Regions from separate parts of the Sus scrofa genome. Here region 2 is linked to region 1. A link is a contact called in public promoter capture Hi-C data. All regions are on one chromosome and are shown on one strand. The core of a region is the stretch at or near the end of the contact, and the rest is flanking DNA. Distances in the headings are between cores, read along the strand shown. Region 1 overlaps NFAT5 (nuclear factor of activated T-cells 5). Region 2 holds the start of TERF2 (telomeric repeat-binding factor 2).

What was found. Promoter capture Hi-C pulls out the DNA fragments that hold promoters and counts their contacts.
Region 2: a contact with region 1 is called in a promoter capture Hi-C map of liver, with 4 times the contacts expected there. The contact joins the promoter of TERF2 here to the enhancer-like site in region 1. A contact is called at or near these places in 4 of 5 promoter capture datasets (fetal liver, fetal skeletal muscle, liver and 1 more), 9 of 47 Hi-C or Micro-C datasets (embryonic fibroblasts, fetal skeletal muscle, liver and 5 more) and 1 of 2 datasets of contacts at active chromatin or transcription factors (alveolar macrophages).

What each region holds. Positions count from the first base shown.
Region 1 is chr6:17,381,240-17,386,194 of Sscrofa11.1, reverse strand. The region is part of intron 1 of NFAT5 (nuclear factor of activated T-cells 5); the gene reads left to right. Among named protein-coding and RNA genes, the nearest start is that of NFAT5, 51 kb to the left of the region's middle. Within about 2 kb of position 1,459, at least 3 of the 83 cell types and tissues checked have an H3K27ac peak or open chromatin away from gene starts, as enhancers often do. A contact at or near this core is called in fetal liver and liver, where this site is marked.
Region 2 is chr6:17,603,823-17,609,073 of Sscrofa11.1, reverse strand. TERF2 (telomeric repeat-binding factor 2) reads right to left here and starts at 3,326. Exons shown (of 10, transcript XM_003126908.4): 1 at 2,825-3,326; 2 at 2,620-2,715; 3 at 1,822-1,952. The coding sequence starts at 3,203.

The DNA.
Region 1 (4,955 bases), core at 210-2,709:
AACATAAAGTATCATCTCTCTTTTTTTTTTTTGGTCTTTTGAGGGCTTCACCCACAGCATATGGAGGTTCCCGGCTAGGGGTCAAATCAGAGCTACAGCTGCCGGCCTATACCAGAGCCACAGCAACGCCAGATCCGAGCCATATCTGCAACCTACACCACAGCTCACAGCAACGCCAGATCCCCAACCCAGTGAGCGAGGCCAGGAATCGAACCCAAAACCTCATGGCTCCTGGTTGGATTTGTTTCCGCTGCACCACAATGGGAACTCCCAGTATCATCCTTTTTTTACCACACATATTTCCATTTAGCTACTTGCTTGACAATTGAGTGGAAACATGTTATTTACAGAGTTTCCCACCCCACCTTTTATTGTTCATCTCTGAAGTTAAGTCTGTAATATTAGTTGTTTACAACTTTTGTTTGTTTTGTTACCTGAAAGTTAATGAGTGTCCTTAGAAAAGTTAATCAGTGGGCTCTGACAATTCTGGTCTTTACTTTCTGACCCTAAAGCAGTTAAACATTGAATGCTAGCTATCAGATCAACAAAGGTAAGGTTGTGATAAAACATTCCTAAAAAAGAAATAATAATTTACAGAGTTCTTTTTGCTGCGCCACGATGGGAACTCCAACAGAGTTCTTTTTGACATCATCTTATTGAAGCCTTAGAGCAACTCCATGAGTCAGCTCACTGTCCATGCATAGCCTTAATTTTTATTGTATTTATTGATTTGATTACATTGTATATTTTAGTAAAAAGGACATTCATGAGCCCACTGTCCAGCCCAACTTATTTCTGTTGCTCCTTTGTCCTATATCCTTGTCTCCCCTTAAAAGGAAGCCATTGTGGTAACCTTTGTATTTATCCTTTCCTTCTTTTTTTTTTATCATATGTGTTTTTTTTCCTCTCTCTGTTTTCTTTGCTTTTTTTTTTTTAAATTATTATGCAGGTTTCACATTCTTTATTGGTAAAACCTACCTCACAATTGTTTTGAAATTAAATGAGAATATGTATATAACAAACCGTGCGTAGTGCTTTTCCCTCCCCCAAGTGCTCAATAAATGGAAGCTGTAATTGTATTATTAATGTTGTTGCTTTGCAAAGGGAAGAACTAGAAAAGCATGCCTTTTCTCAGCTGTTTGCTTTGTTTTATCACCCTGGGCACTTCTGGGGAAAAGTAAGGGAGTCTGGGGATTGAAGTCTTTTCATCTTTTGCTACAACTGAGCAACATGCGGAATGAAATAGTAGAGAGCGGTATTTGGTTGATCAGCAGTTAAAGAACAATTACTGATTGAGAAGAAAAAAAGAAAGTGCTGCACTGTTAAGTTACCAGTTTTTCCTTTTCTTTCACTGCCTTGTGCCCTCAGGATAGGATTTCTATCTTGAGTTGAATGCAGTGTGGTGAAACTTCTACCCCCAGGTAGCCAGTGTTGAAGGGTAAAAGACCAGATTGACCCAGAAATGACCAGTGACATAAATGGATCAGTTAAGAGTTTACTGAATGCCTAAACAAACAAGCCAGCCAACAGTTCAACTTTGCACCTGACAGTGGGAAGCATTAGTTTGCTTTCAATATCTGAAAATGATTTCTTTCCTCCATTTCTACCTTTCCCCTAATCGCCCTAGGCTCTGCACCATTGTACCAACACAAGACAAATTCTGTCTTCTGAGCTTCTTCCTTTTTCTGCCTTATTTCTTATTTCATACACTTGTTAGTAGTTTATGTTAACATAAATAATAATAATTATTATTATTTTTGTCTTTTTGCCTTTTGTAGGGCCTCTTCCGCAGCATGTGGAGGTATCCAGGCTAGGGGTCGAATCGGAGCTGTAGCCGCTGGCCTACGCCAGAGCCATAGCAACACGGGATCCGAGCCTTGTCTGCAGCCTACACCACAGCTCACAGCAACTCCGGATCCTTAACTCACTGAGCCAGGCCAGGGATTGAACCCGCAACCTCATGGTTCCTAGTTGGATTCGTTAACCACTGCACCATGATGGGAACTCCAACATAATTTTTTATTATATCATACTTGACCTAAGTCTACTACATGGATACTTAAGCAGTACACTTATATGGGATTTTGGTCAACTTAAATTCATAATGAACTATTAAGTGAGTTGATTTAGCATTGTTATTGCATAAATTATTAGCAACATTCATAGAAAAAAAAATAAGACAGTAGTCACCCTAATTCTGGAAGAGCAAGAGAATAATTCCTTAGAAAACAAAAGTAAAATCATTTCTAGATTTTCAAAAAGAGTGAGAGTGGGTGAATTTGAGTACATTGCACAAGAGAAGTTTTTACCAGCTGTTACATTGAACGTTATTAAATTTCACTTTATTCCCTTGGGCACATATTCTAGCTTTTCTTGATCTGTGATGAATTATGATATATCCCCCTTAAGCCTGTGTCATTTGCAAATTCCATATTTTTGTTCAAGTTGTTGATGTAGTAGCGATCTCCCTCAAGGTTGAACCTATGCATTTTGGTTACTGTTGGTTAGAGTCATATGTTTTATGAAGTCTGTATTTCTTCATTTTGTTCATAAGAACTTTTTAAGATTTTCATCAGATATTTTACTGAATGTAGGATAACTATGCCCGTAGCATTTTCCTGATCCTCCAGTAGAAGAGCCTTAAAAAGCAAATTAGGTTAATTTGTAGCTTAGCCTCCATAATTTCACTTTTCACAAATAGAAGCTATATGAAGAATTTTTTTTTCTTTTTTCTTTTTCTTTTTTGGCTGCACCCAGGGCATATGGAAGTTCCCAGGCCAGGGAATGAATATGAGCTGCAACTGTGAATCACTACTGCTCCATAGTGGGAACTCCGGGAAGAGATATTTTTGTCCATGAAGTTTATTAGGAACATTGAGAGACCTAGCTTGCTCTTGCACTTCTCACTTGTCCTTGTTCTATTCCTCTTTCTTCTTCTTCTTCTTCTTTTTTTTTTTTTTTTGTCTTTTTGTCTTTGTAGGGCCACACTTGCAGCATATGGAGGCTCCCAGGCTAGGGGTCTAATCGGAGCTGTTGCTGCTGGCCTATGCCAGAGCCACAGCAATGCCAGATCCGAGCCATGTCTGCAACCTATACCACAGCTCATGGCAATGCTGGATCTTTAACCCAGTGAGCGAGGCCAGGGATTGAACCCGCAACCTTATGGTCCCTAGTTGGATTCGTTTCCTCTGCACCATGACGGGAACTCCTCTTTCTCTTTTTTTAAAAACAGCATTATCCATGTGTAATTTTCATGTAAAGTTCACCCATTTAAGGTGTACATATTCAGTGGTGGTTAGTATATTTAAAGAGTTGTGTAACCATTGCCATAATCTAATTTGGTGATTTTTACCATCCCAAAAAGAAACTTTGTAATCATTCTCTTAGATTCTTTTATAATCTACTAGATTCTTTTAAAAAAAAAATCTAGTAGGGATTATACTTTTGTTTTCTAAGTAAGTCTTTCCTCGGGAAATTGCCTTTCCATTATCAATTCCCATTCTCTTTCTTTATAGTCTGTGTTTATAATCTAGAATTTCATTCCTTTCTCCTCTATCTAACTGATTTAAAAGATAATACCTGTTGTGGCACAATGGGTTAAAGACCCAACACTGTCCCTGTGAGGATGCAGCTCGATCCCTGGCCTCTTTTAGTGGGTTAAGGATCTGGCGTTGCTGCAGGCTTCAGCATAGGTCACACATGTGACTCAGATCTGGTGTTGCTGTGGCTGTGGCATAGCCCTGTAGCTGCAGCTCTGATTTGACCCCTAGCCCAGGAACTTCCATATGCCCCAGGTGTGGTCATAAGAAAGGGAAAAAAAAAAAAAAAAAGATAACATGAGAAAAATTCCCAGCTTAACATTTTAGCATAAAGTAAGACTATTTTTGTTTTCATGGCTTTAATGTACCTGAGCTCTTGTTCAGGAGTTCTTTCACTGGCTAGTGGAAACTGTAAAAAAGTTTAACTTGGATTGAATTCAGGACTAAATGCATTAATATTAACAGCATAATTTATATCCCTTTATTCTTCTTATATTTTATGGAAAGCAAGTTTGAGAGTAAGGCCAGTGTATGTGGTCAGGTTATACAGTTTTATCTTCAAGGGGATCTATTCGAGATAATAGGGTAAAAGAAGAGGTTCATTGAGGATTTAAGTCTTAGAGAAGTTATTTAAAGTAGCAGAGCCAACCCGGTGCTGTCTGAAATCAGAGCCTGTGATGGTAAGGACTATATTAACTACTGTTTTTCTTGGGTAGATGGGATAAAACTAATGACTTCTTTAATTCCCAAACACTTGAGTCAGTTAATCAGAAAATACCTTTGGTAAAGGAATGATACCATGCTTCCTACACCTTTCACTTGACTTATTACTTTGATTTGGGGGTAGGCTATATGGTGAGGGCTGAGATATAATAATTTCTGTAATAAATTCCTTTCCAATATATTTTTTTATTTAAAAAATTTTTTTAAATATAGTTGATTTACAGTGTTTTGTTAGTTCCAGGTGTACAGCAAAGTGATTCAGTTATATATATAATATTCTTTTTAAGATTCTTTTCTGGAGTTCCCGTCGTGGCTCATCGGTTAATGAACCCGACTAGCATCCATGAGGACGTGGGTTTGCTCCCTGGCCTTGCTCAGTGGGTTAAGGATCTGGCATTGCTGTGAGTTGTAGTATAGGTCGCAGACTCAGCTCAGATCCCAGGTTGCTGTGGCTCTGGCGTAGGCCAGCAGCTACAGCACCAATTCAGTCCCTAGCCTGGGATCCTCCATATTCCTTGGGTGTGGCCCTAAAAGACCAAAAAAAAAAAAAAAACAAAAAAACAAAAAAAAATTCTTTTCCATTAGAGGCTATTGCAAGATATTGAGTATAGTTCCTGTACTATGCAGTAGTCCTTGTTGATTATGTATTTTATATATGTATATTTTAATCTTATTCTTTCCCTACTTTCCCCT
Region 2 (5,251 bases), core at 2,077-4,576, 220 kb before region 1:
TACAGCTTTCTGTCTTAGGCTATTGTTCTCTTGAGCACCTGCTCTAGGGGAAGGAAGCTACCATGTTGTAAGTACTCCTACGGAGAGGTGAGGAGCTGAAGTCTCCAGCCAACAGCCAGCAAGGAAGTGGGTCCTGCTAACTACCGTGTGAGTAAACATGGAAGCAAACCCATCAGCTCTGCTTGAGTCTTGAGATGACTGCAACCCCAGCGGGCAGCTTGACTATAATCTCATGAGAGACCTCGAGTCAGAAACACAGCTAAATCAACTACCAGGTTCCTGAGTCTTGGAAACTAAGAGATAATATTTATTGTTTTAAGCTGCTAAGTTTGGGGGTAATTTGTAAGACAGCAGTAATAGTAATACAATTAAATATAACAAGAGATCTGGTACCTAGGGAAAATGGAAAAGCACAAGGGAGTCAACATAAGAAAATGGCTGTTCTGCTAATAGATTTTTCCTAATGAAGCCCCTAAACAAAAGACCTATGAAATTAATAAATATGCAGCTCAAAGATCAAAGCACACACTCTTCCAGAAGAGAGGCCAGAAGACAAATCTACAGCCGTTATATTCTGAAGGAGTTGCATTTCTGAATTAGCTAGCTACTTAACAGGAGTTACATGAATTACCTTGGACTGGTACCATTTCTTCCCAGTCAAAAGATCCTTAGCTATTCTTAAAGTACACATGAATTTCTCCTCCCTTGCTAATATGACTTCTCTGGCATTTTATCTCCAACACAAACCTGACTTACCTATACTAAAAATCTATTCCTGTAGTCATTCCGCCTTGGAATTTTCTAAGCATTCTTTGCAAGACCTAAAGTAGTTCTTTCTTAAGGTCCTTAATGAATTAATAAAATATCTGCATCCCACACACAGTTTTTTTAACAGGATGTCTGAGTACTTAGCAGCACACAGCTGAAGGACAGAGAGGTTTTCTTTGCTAAGCAAGGTTTTATCCACACCCCTCTCCCAAGATCCCATCCTTTTAGGAAGTGCTCTTATCTTCTCTTACCAGTTTCCTTACTTTAACCACCAAGGCAGTGCTGAACTGAGCTGTTGTTCTTTAGTCCCCACCTCTGCATCTGCTTCCACACCCCCAGCCTTGGTTATTGGAAAAGAAAAAGCTTTTTCTGACTGGTTTCCATGGCCACTTCAATGTTTTAAATAAAAATAAGTTCCACTACTTGAAGCTACCTGAGCCATGACACAGTTCCAGTTCCAAATTCCTGGACACTCTACTAGCTTTTTTCTTGTCAAGAACACTGCCTGTATCAGCCTTCTACTATTACCGTTTTTCTAATTGGCTGATTATCCCAGCACCTCTGATTCTGTTTGTTCAAAGGGAAAGTTCCCTAAGCTTCTTTCTGCAATGGCATGAAAGAGCTCAAAGTCAGACCCAGATTTTCCAAGCTATTTCCAAGCTGTTCTCTTAGTTTATCATAAACAAGGGTGACCAAACCCTAGGCCAGTTATTTCTAGCCTTTCACGATGTTCCTGAATGGTACAACAACCTCCAAAATGTCAGTCTTCAATGCCAACTCACCTCCTGCATACTGTGGCCCCTCCTGCCAGGGATACCAGGAAGACCGCCAAAATCCCAAAAGCTGAGCACTGGCCATTAACAGTTCTTTCCAAGTCTGGGCTAGGAAGGGGTTGCCCAATGAGATAACATCTTTGTGTGTGTTACATGTTTGAGTGTGCACAGTGGCTCTCTGTCCATCTCTGTTTGTCCTCCACCCCACACAGAAAAGATAAGCACTGATTCTCTAAGACCTTTGATTTTTGTTAAAAAAGAAATTAAAATAGAGCCTTACAGCCTCCTTGACCAGTTTTCTACTGGATTCCACCACTGCCTCTGTCAGTGTAAATTCCGTTTTAATCATCTCCAGCACATTGATAGCTGATTCCAGTGGTGTGAGCTCAGCCTCCATATCAAAGGAACAGTCTAGGACAAAGAGCACAGTTTTCACTAACCTATTTTCTAAGGAGCAGAAGAATTATGTCCAAATATATATATATATACATATATATATATATCAAAAAGAAACATGCAAATATAGTTAAGATTTGCATTTAATTTGCTGGTATACTGGCTGCAGACTTACAAACATGTTAACGGTCCAGATTCAAATTAATGAATTTCAAGTGATTTTCAGTAATTTTCAAGACAGGTAAAAAAATTTATTTTTTAACACATTCATCTGCATCTAAATTTCAGCATACTCACATCTTCCTCAGATACAAATGGCCAGAAACTGAAGGCCGTTTTGCTAAACAGCTGTGAGGTTCAATTCCGGGGGAGAAAAAGTGTTCTTTAAAACACACCACTATGGAGGAAAAATGGTCATCTTCACATAACTCACTTCAGATAGCAACAAAGTTGGGGCGAGCAAGAAACAGGTGGGAGGAAATAAAAAAACAGAGAAAAGCAGCCAAGAGAATCCCAACTGTAGAAAACTAGAACTAGAGAATAAACTCATCCTAGAAGGAAAAAGACCACTGTATCGAAACATAGCAGCCCACTTTAATCGTGAATCTTTCAGTCCCGGATGTAAGTTTGAAAACAACATAACCCTAAATAAGCCCAGAAAAGAACATAAAAATAGCCATACCTAAATTCTCCCCTTCTTCAATGCGCGACAGACACTGCATAACCCGCAGCAGCCGAGACACGGTATGCTCCTTCCCCAAGGGCCTGACAAGCAAAGCTAGGAAAGAAGACATCGTTGGCACGGCGACCCCCAGCCCCGACGCTCGGGCCCCGCAGATCTCCTTCCCAGGAGCCCCCCAGCCTCCCTTTCCCGGCTCGGCCCTCACCCTGCATGATGTCCCGGATCTGCCTGAAGTCCTCGTACCGGCTACCCCGAAAGGCCCGCAGCGCCTCGTGGAAGTAGAACTTGAGCACCCAGCGGTTGACTGCCTCCTCCAGCCGCGCCTCCCCCGCGCCCCGCTCCGCGGCGCCCCCCAGCCGCGGCGCGTGGCGCCCCCGCCGAGCCCGCCCGCCGCTGCGGGACGTCCGCCTGCCTGCCGCCCGCCCGCTGCTATCGCTGCTCCCGCCTCCTCCCGCCATCGCGTCCGATCGCCGCGCGCCCTCCCCGCCCTCTCTGCCGGGACGCTTCCCCGACTGTGACGCCGCCGGGTCACGCACGACGCCCGGGCCGGAAGCAGGGCCTGCCGTCCCGGCTCCCGCGGCCATGATACGAACACCGTTCTGAGGCGCCCGCGGGCTTCTGGGAGGGAAAGGACCGGGGGCTCCCTGGCCCCCTCTCCGACTCCGTAGTTCCCGGTGTGTCGGCCGCAGTGCATTCTGGGACTTGAAGTTCACGGCAGCCAGATGGGTTAAACCAACCTAGGTTTGTGGTCAAATGTCAATTTCCCTCCGCTATTTTGTAACACTGTACTGGAGACTCGGGGCTATGTATAAAATATTGAAAAACAAAGGCGTGAAGTGTGTATTAAACATTTTTTAAATCGCGAAATGTAACATAGAGAGGAAACTTTGTTAAACAAGTTTACATTTTACTAAAGTAAAAGGCCAGTGTTAACCCAGTCGAGGTCAAGAAATAGAATATGGCCGGCACCACGAAACCCCTAGACATGTAAGACATATACGTTTTTAAAATTAGAAAAATAGCACATTTTGTTGTAGAACAATTGGAAGAAATAATGCAAAGCTTAACATTTAAGTCAGCCTTATCCCCACATGAAAAAACAAGCTGACATTTAGGTTTATAGCCTTCCAGTGTCTTTTGTATACCTTGTGTGTGTGTTTGTATACACACACAAAAAAACTAGAATTATGTTATATATATATTTTATAGAGCCTTTATTTTGCATTCAGCATCTAGTGGACATCTTTACATGTCACTAAATACTTTTTCTACAGTATCTTTAGCAGCTACATAGCATTCCAATATATGGGTGAAATGAAAGCCTCCTTTATATAAACCACTACTGTAAGGCGTTTAGGCTATTTAAAAATTTTGTAATTCTAGACAATCTAAATGTTAGAAAGATCCTTTTAACTATATCATTGCACAAATTCATAATTATTTCCTTAGAATAATTTCCTTTAAGTAGAACTACTGAGTCGAAGAATACACAGAGGAGTTTCCCTGGTGGCTCAGAGAGTTAAGCATCAGGCATTGCTACTGCTTGTGGCTCAGGTCACTGGTTTGACCCTTGGCCAGAGAAGTTCCGTATACTGCAAGCATAGCCAAGAAAAAAAAAATAGATTACACAGTAGAACAAAGATCAGGACATTCACTCATCAACCTTCCCTTTTACTATTGAACAAAGTGCAGACTCCTTAACATGACTTTTAAAGTCTGAAGAAGTTACCTATTTGCCAACCTCATTTTGGGCTCACTTTTCATATGTGTATGCACAACTTTTATCACTTCCTTTTCATCTACTACTCAGTTTGCTCAGAGCTTCATGTTGTCCATTCCAGCCTAAGGAAACCCTTCCTGTCCTTCAAACCTCACTTGAAGGACATTTCACCCTTTCTTGACTTTCTGAGTTATGTTAAATCCCTTTGGTGCTCCCTCCTTTGCCCCTCCTTCATCCTTCCTCAGCACTTCTGGGGCCACGTACTTTGTCTTCTTGTTTACCTTGCATCCCAGAACCTAGCTCAGGACATGTCACATTTCTTGAGGTTGGATTGAATTGAGTAGGCACATAAGTAAGGCTTTTAATACATGTTGAAAAACTGCCATCAGCAGATTATATTTACTGAAACTTAATTTCACATCCACCAGCAAACTGTATTTACTGAAATAGGGACATTCTTAGGGCTTCCTCACATTTCTTATGTATTTGTGTCATGATTTTCTCAATACGATACAGCAGACCACACAATCTTGTGACTGTGTGGGATACTCTGTCTGTGTTCTTTTCTTCCTTACTATCCCTGTAGATAGACCCGGAGAGGACTTTTTTAAAAAAATCACTTTTTCTCTCTTCTCCAAGTCTCTTTTTGTCCAACCCCAGTTGCAAATCCACTTCCAGCCTTCACTTTGCTGGACATGTTCTTAAAACTTACTTTGCACTTCTGTGATAAGTTTGCCGCATTGACCTTGGAAAGCCTATTCCCCATGTCTCCATTGGTTGTATCATTATCTTTCACATCCACTGTATCTTCCACAGGCAGGGGAATGAGTAAGGGGCATTTCCAAAGGACTGGGTAAGCTTGGCAGGGGTGTAGGAAGGAAGTGGGGACATAAGATGTGAGTCACCTATAGG